3 separate regions of the Sus scrofa genome follow, and all the other regions are linked to region 3. The links are chromatin contacts, called in public Hi-C maps. All regions are on one chromosome and are shown on one strand. The core of a region is the stretch at or near the end of the contact, and the rest is flanking DNA. Distances in the headings are between cores, read along the strand shown. Region 1 overlaps RBPMS (RNA-binding protein with multiple splicing). Region 2 has its middle 57 kb from the start of DCTN6. Region 3 overlaps RBPMS (RNA-binding protein with multiple splicing).

Region 1 (4,958 bases), core at 2,002-4,501, 150 kb before region 3:
TATGGGTGTATGGATATGGAGGATGGACTTAGGTGATTCTGGACCTAAAGAGGACTCCAGAGTGTATCTCAAAGCATAAAATTTGTATCTTCAGGGGGCAGAAAGTCTGCCTTAAATAGCCAATTTCAAAATTTCACAAAATAGTAAAATATTTTAAAGAACATTTTAGGTATCTACCATGGACTACTGTTTTCCTAAAAAAGGACATTTGAAATACAACGTTATTCACTGACATTACCATTTCATTTTAAAAGGGTACTTTAACACACACAGAAAAACGGTGCCTTCTGTAATTTCAGAATGAGGGATGAATCCAAGTAGCTTTAAGGAAAGAATCCTGATGTTTCCCCTGTCATCACAGATTAGTAACAAGTGTTAACAGATGACTACTGTCCAAGGATTATATGCATGAGGTTTTTTTCTGGCTATACCCACAACATGTGGAAGTTCCACAGCAGTGATGATGCCAGCTTCTTAACCCGCTGAGCTACCAGGGAACTCCGACAATGCTCATACTGTTATGAGAATAGTTTGGTAAGGAAATCTGTTTAACTTCAACCTTGGAAGCATCTAAGACTCTGCCCACAATTATATTTAAGGACAAGTGCTCTCTGATCACACTCAGAAACATGAGTTAGGGGATGAACAGCTATAATCCTAACTCCTTGATTTCTTTTTTTCTCCCCCCTGCACCCATGGCATATGAAAATCCCCAGACCAGGGACTGAACCCATGCCAGAGCGGCAACCCAAGCCACTACAGTGACTACATCGGATACCTAACCCACTGTGCCACAAGGGAACTCTGAAGTGTTAAAGCAATAAAAATGCTATCCTTCAGCTTATCTATTTCCATGGCCAGAGAAAGAATCCTGACCAGTTGGGATGCGGGTCAACTGGCCACTCTGATACCTTTCTGGGATTTCTGGTGCTCTAATACCCATCGCCAATCCTCCTGTTTGGTGAAGCCCTTCCTTTAGATGAAGAAGCCTTCCTTCTGACCTAGGACTGGAGCTCTCTGGGAACACTGACCTTTTACAGTACTGAGAACTTCAGCAAATGAAATCTGCACTCAGCAGTTCCCCTGGAAATTGAAATGAAGGTGACATGAACCACCAACGGAGACTTCAGTTTAACAGGGCAACTTGCATGTGGAAAATAAACCCTGGGGAGTTCTCTATGGCACACAGTAGTATCCAGGAATGTCACGGCAGCAGCTAAGGTCACTGCTGTGATGCAGGTGCCATCTCTGGCCTGGGAACTTCCACATGCTGTGGGTGTGGCTACAAAAAAGAGAGAAACACCAAAAAAAAGAAAAGAAAGCCCGGAACTACTCAGCATTCTCCTTCTTCCTCTAGGAGGGCTCTGACCTGCACAAGGCCAGCCTGGGCATCTACTGTTCCTCCATGCTTTCCCTGTGAGCTGTCTGAGACAGCTCTCCATTTGAGCTGAATCAGCGTCAACTAGAGGCCAGCTTCTCCCCTCATGATACCTCCTCCTCAAGAATCTCAATGGCCTCAAGTGATCTAACAAAGGCACATGAGACTCAGTATTATGGAAGAAGAAATAGAACATTTTAAAGTATTTACCTTTGGAGTTCCCACTGTGGCTCAGTGGTAAGGAACCTGACTAGTATTCATGAGGACTTCAGTTCAATCTTTGGCCTCACTCAGTGGGTTAATGAGCTGGTGCTGCCGTGAGCTATGGTGTAGGTTGCTGATGCGGCTTGGATCCTGAGTCGCCATGGCTGTGGCTGGCAGCTACAGCTCTGATTCGATCCCTAGCCTGGGACCTTTTCCATGTGCTGCAGATGCTGCCCTAAAAAAAAAAGACAAGAAAGAAAGAATTTATCTTAGAAGCTTTCCTTGAGGAGTGTTAGGGAGAGATACATAACAACTTTCCATGGCCTCTGTGCCATTTCTAACTGGATGAAGTCCGGTCTCTCCCTATTCCCATTTTTCTTCCTGTCTTGTGAAGGAATGACATAAACAAAGAGAAGATTTGAGTGTAGGACAGTAACATTTCAAAGATGCGGGGCAGACTCTCCAAATTCACACACCAAATTAGAGTTCAGAACAACACTGCTTTATACTTCACAGAAATTCGGGCAAGATACTGAATTACAGGTGGTGTTTGGGATGTGACAGCAATTCTACATTTACAGGAAAACAAATCATTTGGTAGTTCCCTGAAGCAAGGCTGGGCCTGTGAAGAAATGGCGCAAAGGCCAACTTGGGATAGTTTCCCTCAAGAAACTTTAAGGAAAGCCTATTGGAAGCAGCACACTGAGTACCTTCGTAAGGACATTGGGTGTTTTGTAAAGACCATTTAGGTGATTTAGAAAGAACTATCCCAAGTTCTGACAGACGGGCGGGCATGTACAGAAGTAAATCTCTAGGATTCCCACTCTAAGGCGCTACGTCAGTAGATGACTTAGGTCTGTGACCTGAGGAAGGTTTTGTTCACGCTGGCAGCAGGTGAGTAACAGTCATGTCACTTCCTGATTCATGTGGGGGTGTGGGGGAGGGGGCCAGGATCCCAGTTCTCCAGTTCGTATCCCTCACTTCTCCTTCAGTCCCAAGTGAAAATCTCTTGGAGAGACGTATGGCCCCAAAGGCGCTCTTGGGGTGCTAAGTGTAATGACCTGGGATGACCCCTGCAAGTGCAGAAGGTGTGGGCGCCAATGCAGGATGAGAGCTGCCCAGTGACCAAACGTCTGCTCGGTCCTGTGCTCACCCAGGCCCTGGACACGGTTCTCATTAAAACCGAGTACTTACACAGTATTCAGCAGAACTGACGGGACTTCCAGCCCTGAGAAGTAGCCTCGGACGGAGGGAGCCAGCGCATCTGGAAAGACATGTGGGGAGAAGGCTGTGAACCTGGGCTCCGGGGCACGTCTGCACCCCTCAGGGCATCCTGCCAGGCTACTGCCCCCTTCCCAGTTCCCAGGTGGTGCTCAAGCACCCCTGCCTGGGCAGCTGTCTCCCCTGGGGCTGAACAGCATCCTGAGAAATCCTCCACACCCCCTTCTGAGCACGAGGCCGAGCTCTCAGGAATGCACCCCCTGACTGAGCACCCGGGGCCCAGTGGCTCCTCCTGCTCCCACCCCCCTTCTCAAGTCACAGCTGCTGCTGGGCTAAAACCTGGCCCAGTGACCCCTCTTTTCCGCACTGACTCAGCAACACCTGGGCTGGGGGATAGGCCGCCCAGTGGCTTCCTGAGCATTGTGTGGAAACATGTATCTGCTGTGATAAGGAAGGGACGGTCCATGACACCATCCAGACCAGTGGTCTGGCCAGGGTGGCTTGGAGCTTCTGGTCCTGTCCTTTTAGAAAAGGATCCTGGCTTTCTGGCACTCTGGGATGTCTGGCACTGAGCCCTCTGCCCGCTTGGCTGCCCCACCTCTTCCGATTAGGTTCCCAAAGTGCAAGGCCAGGCCCCAAACACAAAAGGATTGTGATGCTCTGCACTTGGCAGAATGCTCCCGGTCTCCGACTGAAGAAAACAGGAAAAACAAACAAAAGAGCATGTGTGCTTTGGCTCTACCAGACGTTCACTCCACCTCCCGGCACTGTCTGTTTTGCCTGTAAACCTCTGGGTAGAGGCTAGAGAAGCCTGTTTATTGCTGCTTCTTTTTACACTGAGCAGGGATGGCTCTCCACCAGCCCATAAGCAACACAGAAAGCAGTGCAGGGAGCAGCACAGCAGAGGGCTGGGTGGCCCGGCTGGGAGGTGGTGTCCGCCCAGCATGGCAGGGGGAAGACTGCTCTTTATCTGGGTCTGGCCCAAACCAGTTCACACGAGAGTGTTTCTGGTGGAATGGGATGCTGGGGGGAATATTACCCTGGCAAATCAGTGTTAGTGGTTAAATTTGTAGCATAACCCCTTTTTTTCATATAGCATCCTGTTTGTATCTCCAAAGCATAAACAGAGGAAGCTGCAAGCCAGCTGACATGGAAGTGCCGGCGCCTGAGGCACTGACAGAAACCTTCTGGCTCATCTTACCTGAGCGGAACAGGTTGGGAATTGGATGAGGTCTGGGTATTTGCAATGATGTCCACCATGGTCATAAGTCCCATGGGGTTGAGGCTGGGTCAGAATCCAGTGCTCAGGCTCTACCAGCTCTGACTGATCCTGAGGCTATCCTGGGCTATCTAGGAATGGGTCCTAGAGAGCAATCAGTAGTACCCTGGCCTTTGCCCCTGGCTCATTTGCAGGAGTCTGCAGAGTTCCTTCTTTACCACACAGGTCTCCCTCAGTGGCTATTCCCTCTCTGACTGTCCCTGCAGGATAAGGGGCCACACTGGGGGACTCTATCCCCAGAGGGAATAGAAGTGTCTGGCCTCACTTACTCCGTAAGAGGGACTTAAAGAGTCCAAGGATGCATTCTGAGCTTCTGCCTACACAGGACTCCACCTCTGGGGGCCCCTTGGGTCTGCTGTGTATTAGTGACCTGCGGGGGCAGGGAGCACATCAGGTATTACTAGAAACAAGATGACTAGCCAAGGTGGAGCTCTGTATCATGAGAGGGCAGAGCTGTATTTCGTGGGAGCCACCAGCAGGTCCTGAAGCTCATTTAAGGCAGAGCCAGAGTTCCTTCAACACTCACAGCAGTTAAAGAGACAAGGGACCAAAAGCTTTGCTAGACTAAACACACATCACTCTGGGAATTTAGGGGGTTATGCAGGACAAAGGAGAGAGAAATAAAGAGGGGAGATGTGGGAGGCAGGAAGGGAGCAGAGAGGAGGGGGAGCGGGAAAGAGGAAGGGGAGGAAGACAGAGAGAGACTCAAAGAAAAAACTGGTACCTACCCCCGGCTTATGGCCTTGTGCATCTGAATCCACGAGCTCACTAAGCAAAGGGCAGAGTTGGAGCTGCCTTCCTGAGACAGGTGGGAAAGGAGAGGGCGGGGGCACGGCCCTGTGGCAGGTGGGGGGCTGGGAACCTAAACACACAGTG
Region 2 (4,595 bases), core at 559-3,058, 140 kb after region 3:
CCCCTGTGCCCTCCCAAGTGGTCCCAGGGGGCCTGAGTCGGATTTCAGTCCCATTCCCTCGAGAACTGCTCACTCCTCAGTGGTTTGTGTCACTCTTCCCTGTGCATCCTCAGAGCCTTCTCTTAATTATAGCACTTACTCCACAACGCATTCTTTTCTCCCATGACCTTAAACAACTAGCCCTTAATTGGGGCCTCAAATGTTCCCACTGCCCCCTTTGGGCTCACTGATAAAGACACTCCTTCTTGGCACAGGTAGCTCATTTGAGACTTGCCTAGGGATGCATGAACTGGATTTCAGCTAGATCCTTCCCCCACTGCCACCTTTGGGCAGTGCACAACTTGCACCACTGTGCAGGGAAACCCTGTTCTTGGCTGCTGTGCTTTACTCCTCTCTGCATCCACCACTGCCTACCATCCTATTTGACCTCAGTGAACATTTGTTGATTGGATATGTGGAGAGGCAAATACATTGATGATCTACTGAGTAACACTGCTGGGCTTTGCCTGTCCACTCACTGTCTTACCCTCACAAGCACAGTTTCCAACCATTCTACTCTCCTCAGATCCCCTCACTCTTGGCAGGTGATCTTGCTCCTCCTGGGCAGAGAAATAGAAACAGCTGAGACAGCAACTTCTGCCTCTTCCTCCCAGCACCAAGCAAAAGCCCGCCTTTTCCTCTCCTACCAAAAGCTAGGTGCTTCCTTTCCACATTGAATTGGCCAAGAGCCCTTCGGAGGAATATAAAACTGTCCATCATCCCTTCTCTCTGATGTTCTCAACCTCTGGCTTCTGCATCCTTCCTTTTGTTTCCATAACATACACAAGTCATATCCAACAAGAACAAAACCACACACACACACCCCTTGCCACATTATTTCTGCTCACTGTCTCAGTGGTGTCAAGCGCAATACACTGGGATGCCTGGAGCCCACCCACATAGAGTGACAGGAATTTGGGGACCTGGTTTGGCCCCTAGACTTGGGAATTACCCCCAAAGCATCTGCTCAGTCGGGTAAAATCCAAGTGCCTTGGTTTGGAGTAGGAAACTTAGCACAATATGATTCTACTCCTTTTTTCCAGTTTCTCTCCTGTCTTCCTCCCCCTGCCAATACATGTACCCCATAACAAATGTACCAACATAGCTGGCCTCACCATGACTACAGACCTCTACAGATGCTCTTCACATTCTAGAATGTTCTTCCTCCTTTCCCACCTGAGCAACTTATATTCATGCCTTAAGAATATAACTCAGAGTTCCCGTTGTGGCTCAGTGGTTAACAAATCCGACTAGGAACCACAAGGTGGCAGGTTTGATCCCTGGCCTCACTCAGTGGGTTAAGGATCCAGTGTTGCTGTGAGCTGTGGTGTAGGTCACAGACGCGCCTCAAATCTGGTGTTGCTACAGCTGTGGTGGCAGGCCAGCAGCTGTAGCTCTGATTAGACCCCTAGCTTGGGAACCACCATATGCTGCAGGTGTGGCCTTAAAAACCCCTCCAAAAAAAAGTAAAGTTAGATTGTATGAAAAACAGAGATGCTCTCTGACCAACTTATTGCTAGCTGGGCATGCCACTGCCAACAATAAGGACTACATTTCCCAGTCTTCCTTGCAGCTAGATATGGCCACATGATGGGGTCCCTATCCTGCAAAGTGTATAAAAAGGTAGGTATACCGTCAGTGTTTCCTGCTTAAAAGGAAATTGCCTGTCCTCCTTTTTCCTTCCCCTTTCCCAGGCTGAAGCTTGGATACGGTCATGACCCTGCCTTAACCATGCAACTAAGGACAACATCCTACGGATGATGACGCACAACAAGATGGGAAGAAGCCAGATCCCCACATGACCCTCTAGTCTGGACCACTCTGGTTTTGGTGTGAGAAATAAACTGAACCTTCTTTAAGCCTGTGTGTGTGTGTGTGTGTGTGGTGTGTGTGTGTGTGTGTGGTGTGTGTGTGTGTGTGTGTGTGTGTGTGTGTTTGCGCACATGGAGATCAACGTCTCTTTACCATAGCAGCTTAGCCCCAAACTGCTTTCCTAAGTAGGCAGTGAGCTTCTCCAGAGCAGAGATGAAATCTCTGTCATCTTTTTTTTATCTCCAGCCCCCCAGCAAAGCACCTGATAAAACAAATGTTCCATAAGTCTTTGCTGATTGATTGAATGGGCGCCTGAATTGTTAAGAACCTAAGAACCAAGGCTGTAAAAAATGATTGGATTAAATCCGACGGGTCTGGGACGTCCTGGCTAGGAATTTGGACTTTGCCCACATTAGGTTCTGTGGAAAGTTTTCAAGTGGAGAAAAAGAACTTTGCATTTTTCTGGCTTCTCTGAATCATGTTAGCTGTTGACACCTGCTGGCAATTTGGAACACTGCAGCCTGACTCAGGCTAACTCCAGGGAGGGGATGAGGCAGTTATTGAATACCAGTTACAAAAAGGAGGGCTGATGACCATTTAATAAATAACAACAAGCTGGAAGTACTCCAGGCCAGTCAGGGAGGTGGGGGCTGTAGGGAGGATGCAGCAAACTTTACACATAGTTCCTGATGTGGGAATTTTAGGTTTGGATTTTTTTTTACAGATACGTTTCTGTCCTTTGCTCCCAACAAGCTATAAAATGCCTCTTGCACCCTTTCCCTATTCCTGTGATTCTTTCTTGCACATTTGCATCAACATATGCTTTTCTCATTTCTACCAAAGGAGTAAGTTATTTGAGCCAACCTGTGATTCTGATTTGAAAGAAAGAAAGAAAGAAACCACAACCAAAACAAAACCCCACACTAGATATCATGAATCTTTTGTCATGAGAGATTGGTTGTTTTCTCAGATGAGACAATGCACCTGAGTTCTTTGGCTGGACCCACTGGGAAGATTTTTCTCAGTTCTCAGTTGTAAGAGACATGTCCTATTCCTACAAAGCAGCCCAAGTGCACCTACAGACGCTGTGCAGCTCCTGTAATGATCCTTTGCCCTCTGGCTTCCAGGAAGGAGACTTAGAGAAATTTTCTGGCTCTCTTTTAGCAATTATATATGCCTGTGCTTTTCTCTGTGCCAATAATATACCTGAGTTTTAAAAATCTTTGGTTTTTTTTCATTTTTATGTTTTTGTAAGCCACCATAGATGGCCTCAAAATTTGTCGGCTCCTGCAAATGACAAAAGAACTATCTTTTGAGATGATTTTAAAAAGACTTGATGAACTAGTAACCACCCCATCCCCACCCTGTCTAACTCTGCCCCAGAGGGCCTCTTCCACGCAACGCCATCAGGAAGCCCAGTTGTGTGAGTGTCTAAGATAAAAGCACTCAGCACTATGGGAAGCCAAAGGGTGGCCTTCCCTGCATGCACATGAAGAGGGGTTTTTTTTTTGGGGGGGGGATGGATCCTATAGTGAATTAAGTTACAAAGAGCAGGCAGTTTGCAGCAGGAAAAGGCCAGCATTTTCTGCCAATGTGTTGAAATTTATTTTGATGGCCACGCATCTCTGTGCACTGGAAAGGTGCTTTTCTGATTCCTTCCTTCCAGCTGTTAGAAAAGGGAGTGGGAGTCATCCCTGCATGAGGCCAGGGTTTCAGACTTGCACAGTAGGGCTAGAATGAAGTTTTCAAAGTCAATGTCTGGCTCCTTTTTGCATCAGCCCAAACCATTCCTGGGCAGGCAGGTGGGCCAGGTTTACTGGGATCTGATGCTCGTTCACAAGATTGGCCAGACCTTCAGCCCCCATGCCAAACCACGTTCCTCACCTCCCTCCCTGCTGCAGTGAGAGGCTTCTCATTGTGTTGGCGATGCCCTGATGCAGAAGATTGTGGCATAACTGAGGATAAATACTTAGATTTTCATCAGAAGGACTGATAGTGAGAATAGACCAATTACCATCTAGAGCAAAGTGCTTATTTTTTGTCTTGAGGCCAAGTGAGCAGTGGAGTAGGAGGGACAGCTGGGAGTTTGGATTTGGGTAGGAGGCCCCTTTAGCTTTCCAAGGGCTGAGAGCAATGAGGCTACAGAGCTGAGAGGGCTATGGATCTGCCTCTGGACATAGCATTGCCCTGGGTGGGATCCATGGCTCCCACGCACCCTAATAGACACTCAGAGGCTCTGGAAGATGATAGGAGAGAATCAGACCTGAGTGTGAGGTTGCAGGTGAATGTGTGTGCATGCACGCATGCACGTGCGTGTGTGTGTGTTGGAAAGATGTATTTACTCATTATCTGGGAGAACTTTCCTGTGCCTTGTTGTTGGGGGAAGGGATGAAGAAGAGGGAGGTTTAATTCAGCACTTGGACCCGAACATAAAAAATTGGAGAAGAGGGTATTATTTCCCAGTGTCCCTGGTACCTTGAGGAATGGACAAGAACTCTGTCTGTCCATCACAGAGGTTCATTCAAATGATTCCTGGGGAGGGTGCCTATGCATGTAGGGTGTTCTATGGATGGGTTGGCCCCAAAAAGGGAGAAGGAAAGTTCCTATAAATAGAGCTGAAATAAAACGCCTGGGAGGAGTTGAAAGGGTTTAGGAAAGCCAGGTGATGACCCACACCAGGGCAGAGTGCACAGAGCATGGCCACGGAGGAGGGAGAGAGGGAGAAGAGGAAGGGGCCGAGGTCA
Region 3 (4,434 bases), core at 1,619-4,118:
AAAAGAGAAACAATCTATGAAAAACATCAAGGCAGCAGAGTGAGGGTCAAAGAGTGGATCTGTAAGACTGAGGAGCAAAGAAAGTTCAATTTCCTAGGGATTAACATTTACACAAACATTGACTTCTCTAATGGAGGGCCTTTTCTGCTCTTTATCGTTTTGTTTAGTTTATCTGGCCAGGATGATGCAAAACAAACCCCAAATGAAGCACAGGACATGGCTACTATATATGCAACTCTCCTACCCCCTAAGTCTCTAGGATATCCAGAATCAACACTCAGTCCTGGCTCCCAGGGATTTCCCAACTCTGAAAACCCCGCATTGCACGTAACATGACTTGGAATGTTACAAAATGGATTTATCATATTACATTAAAATTTAGCCCTACTGCAGTAATTTTAAGGATAAAGCTAATACAAAACCAAACTGACAAACCTCAGACATACTTAATTTTAGATGAAGAAATCAGATGTCCTGCCCTGTGCACAACATGCTTCCCACATAATCCTTCCAAGGAGTTATCCTTCAAAGCCCTGCAGAAACGCAAGCTGAAATTCTTACTGTGTGACTTCCACATGCCAGGCACTGCCATCTAATGCACCAAACCATTAACCACATGGTCTTGGCCCAAGTTTTCCCCAACAACAGAGCCATTACAGCCTTCCAGGCGAGCCCACTGACAGGTGTGTCCTGACCCCTTCCCCATTCTCCTCGGAGCATGCTGTCAGAACCCTAGCATCTGCCATGGTAGATACTCAATAAAAATGCTTACTGAATGAATGAAATGACAGTGCATTACTGAGAATGAATGAAGCTTGCTAAGACAAAAGCAGAATCTGCAGAAGAAAAGTGTCACAGATAAGGCTACCTGGTAAGGGGATGCAGTTAAAGGTTTTAAGGGAGAGAATGACAGGGCATCTTAACTTCTTAAAAGGTAACCCTGGCTATCCTGAAGATCAAAGACTTGGGCAGGCCATGCTAGAGACAGAAAGGTGTTTCAAAGCTGGTATGACAGGGCAGAAAATTGTAATGGTGGCCTTGCTACAGTGGTACAAGGAAGATGGAGAGAAGTCGACAGATCTGAGAAACACATGGAAGGATGAATTGTTGGGTCTGGTGAAAGACTAGTTAGAGAGGAGTTAGGCACCTGGGTAAAAGGTGACTCTGATGTGGAATACAGGGGGCAAGTGTGGGGGTGAAGATAATGAAATTACTGGACATACTGTTTAAGGTATATATGGGAGACATTCAACTAGAGGTGGTGTAGACACTTGCATATTTGGAGCTCAGGGCAGAAGTCTGGGACAAAGGGCATCGTGCACAGGAGAGCAGGATAATGAGAAACGAAGACCCAGGCCAGAAAAATACTATCACTTGAGAACGAGGAGTTCTCATCGTAGCATAGCAGAAATGAATCCGACTAGGAACCATGAGGTTGTGGGTTCGATCCCTGGCCTCATTCAGTGGGTTAAGGATCCGGCATTGCCATGAGCTGTGGTGTAGGTTGCAGACTCAGCTTGGATCTGGTGTTGCTGTGGCTCTGGTGTAGACCAGTGGCTACAGCTCCGATTGGATCCCTAGCCTGGGAATTTCCATATACCGCTGGTGAGGCCCGAAAAAGACAAAAACAAAAAACAACCAAACCAAGGAAAAAAGATGAAAAGGAAAACGTGTGTTTGTAGTGGGGGGCACCCATGGTGTCATGGAAGCCAAAAAAGTCAAGAGTGGGAAAAAATCCAAAATGTAAAATCTATCGGTAATGGGATAAGTGTTTTTTTGTTTCCTTCCTTAACTTTTCTGTATTTTCCTAGGATCCTTGATAGATATGTACACAGATATATTCATCAGAAATTCTTTGAACTGTGTAAAATTTCTCAACATTATGATAGACCCATAAATTAAAAAGCCACAAATAGTCTTCAATCCACAGGGCATGTGTTTTGAATTCGTTCTCTGGGTCTGGTGATCTATCTGCTCCAGCTTCGTGACCAGTGACACACATGGCCCAGCCTCCTGGCCAAGGGCTGGAATCCCAGCAGAGAAGAGCTGGCTGGCCTACACACAGATGGTCCAGTGACCTTGGGGTCATTGGCATACTGTTCTAATCAAATGAGCTAACCAGCAACAGACCCAGCCTACTGTGTCCCACTTCCCACCAGTACTAAGGCCAAAGTTCCCCAACTCTGCACAATTTCCTATAAACAACACTGCCTATAAACATTCACAGATACAGGAGGTCCAAGACTCACCGAAAATAATTGTTCACTGCCTCTAAATAGGATTTATACTTACTCACAAGGTACTGCCCTGGCAAGCATAAGATATCATTAATGAAAATGATGGTAACCCACAGAGCCAGCCATTGAATCAATGCCTGTTGTTCTGATAACACTAAAAAGGGAGAGGTTTAATCAAGATACTTTCAGAGGTCAACAAGGATATAAGAAATAATACTCTAAACTTTTTCCCTTCTCTCAACCCCAAAACAATGTTGTGGCATATTTTACACCATTTACCTGTAAAAATATCTATCATCCTCTTTATAAATTAAAGTCAAAACAGGAGTTCCCTGGTGGGGCGGCGGGTTAAGGATCCAGTGTTGTCACTGCTGTGGCTCAGGTCACAGCTGCAGCGTGGGTTGGATTCCTGGCCCTGGAACTTCCACAAGCCACAGGCACAGCGCCCCACCCCCCCAAAAAAAAGATCCAGAAAGAGATGACAGTTCTACTTCCAGAGAGAGACAGAGGTCAATGAGAACAACACAGTCAACTTGAAAAAGGAAATGGGTTCCAGACCCAACCCTGGGCTTCAGCTGACTCACTGCTCAAGGGAGGGTGTTAAATAAAAGAACTTCCTGGGTCCCATCCAGCTCAAAAAAAAAAAACAACCTATGACAGCATAAATGTTTATGTCATAACATGGACAGCCAGAGTTAGAGGGGAAATCTTTAAAACTGGCTTTTGAACATGTAAATTTCCATGTTTACATACCACTGTTTGAAAAGCAGCCTCTGTTCCATGAAAGAAAAATGAACAAACGTTTGGAGTAATCTAGTCTGAATAGTATACATTTTCATTCATTGATTTAAAATAAGGTTTGCTACTGGACTATTGTATCTGCCATTTCCTCTTAAAATACGGTATTTTTTAAGAAAAAAAAAGAATGAATTTACTTCAAAATAATTCTTGGGATGAGCAGTCTACCTTTCAAAAAAAAAAAAGAAAAATCTAACACTTTGGATCACTTTGTTCAAACGGACTTTACTATGCTTGGTTTTCAGAGGGAAAGACTCACAAGAGGTTGGGTGCTAAAAATAGATGCAATAAAGCTGAAGGGAAGTACTTGTAAGACAGACACTAACAATTAGCAAAAAAAAGTGGTATCACCAGTATTAAAAATAAGACACCGGAGCCTGTTCTGGGAACACTGTCATGAACTGTCACAGTCAACTAGCCTCACAGGCTGGCCCCAAGTCCCTCAGCCCTGGTGGACAGCCTTATAAGGCAATTATGTTCACAGAGGAGATAAGAACACCAAGCACTTAACATTTCCAGAGGCCGCTACAAATATTAACTCATTCATCCTCCTCAGAGGGTACTAGGGGAGCCATGCACACTACTGCCACTGCCAAGACTGGAGGAGGAAGCCCCCTGATGGTGCAGATACTTATGGCCAAGTGGGCAAGGAACTGGCAGCTCTTCCTGAGAGCCTGGTTCAGGACCTGACAGGCCTTGGTTTTGTCAGGAACTGTGTAACCATTTTCCTACTAAGGAACAGGAAGGAGGACAATTTCTCATCTCCGACAGCAGTTGGAGGGACAGGACGGATTCTGCCCTCCCCTCTTTCTCCCTCCGGGTCTCCAAGATTCCAGTCTTTGGAATAAAGAAGACCCCAACCTGAAAAGCCTAGGAAAGGGGCAAGATGAAGGTTAGGGTCTGCAGGGAAGACACAGCACGTAGGGGACTTGCTTTCCCCACGCTGGCTTCCATCTCCTAGGGGACACTTCACACCCATCCCTTTGCCTTCATGAATAAACTTGGCAACTATGATTACAGTTGCCAGTAAGAAACAAGACAGCAACCTACAGCCTGCAAGAGGATTAGTGGACTCATTCAATTTTTCAATTCTCTTTTTAGGGCCACACCTGGGGCATACAGAAGTTCTCAGGCTAGAAGCTGAATCAGTTACAGCTGCCAGCCTACACCACAGCCACAGCAACAGGGATCCGAGCCACACGCATGACCTACACCACAGCTGATGGTAACACCAGATCCCCAACCCACTGAGCGGGGCCAGGGATCGAACCCACGTCCTCATGGATCCTAGTTGAGTTTGTTTACCACTGAGCCACAATGGGAACTCCCAACTTTTTGGTAATTTCAAGGTAATAGTTATCAAATCACACTGACTGAGAATCTACCCTGTATCATATCT

The links. A called contact is a pair of places that touch in the nucleus more often than the background predicts.
Region 1: a contact with region 3 is called in a Hi-C map of liver, with 4 times the contacts expected there. The contact joins two enhancer-like sites. A contact is called at or near these places in 6 of 47 Hi-C or Micro-C datasets (fetal heart ventricle, heart right ventricle, liver and 1 more) and 1 of 2 datasets of contacts at active chromatin or transcription factors (skeletal muscle).
Region 2: a Hi-C map of liver shows a contact between it and region 3, with 4 times the contacts expected there. The contact joins two enhancer-like sites. A contact is called at or near these places in 2 of 47 Hi-C or Micro-C datasets (both in liver) and 1 of 2 datasets of contacts at active chromatin or transcription factors (skeletal muscle).

The regions. Positions count from the first base shown.
Region 1 is chr15:54,552,025-54,556,982 of Sscrofa11.1, forward strand. RBPMS (RNA-binding protein with multiple splicing) reads right to left here. Exons shown (of 9, transcript XM_021074872.1): 7 at 2,777-2,846. The coding sequence ends at 2,784. Among named protein-coding and RNA genes, the nearest start is that of SMIM18, 89 kb to the left of the region's middle. Within about 2 kb of position 3,252, at least 18 of the 83 cell types and tissues checked have an H3K27ac peak or open chromatin away from gene starts, as enhancers often do. A contact at or near this core is called in liver and skeletal muscle, where this site is marked.
Region 2 is chr15:54,836,928-54,841,522 of Sscrofa11.1, forward strand. No RefSeq gene overlaps it. Among named protein-coding and RNA genes, the nearest start is that of DCTN6, 57 kb to the right of the region's middle. Within about 2 kb of position 1,809, at least 30 of the 83 cell types and tissues checked have an H3K27ac peak or open chromatin away from gene starts, as enhancers often do. A contact at or near this core is called in liver and skeletal muscle, where this site is marked.
Region 3 is chr15:54,700,198-54,704,631 of Sscrofa11.1, forward strand. All of the region lies in intron 1 of RBPMS (RNA-binding protein with multiple splicing), which reads right to left. Among named protein-coding and RNA genes, the nearest start is that of RBPMS, 23 kb to the right of the region's middle. Within about 2 kb of position 2,869, at least 38 of the 83 cell types and tissues checked have an H3K27ac peak or open chromatin away from gene starts, as enhancers often do. A contact at or near this core is called in liver and skeletal muscle, where this site is marked.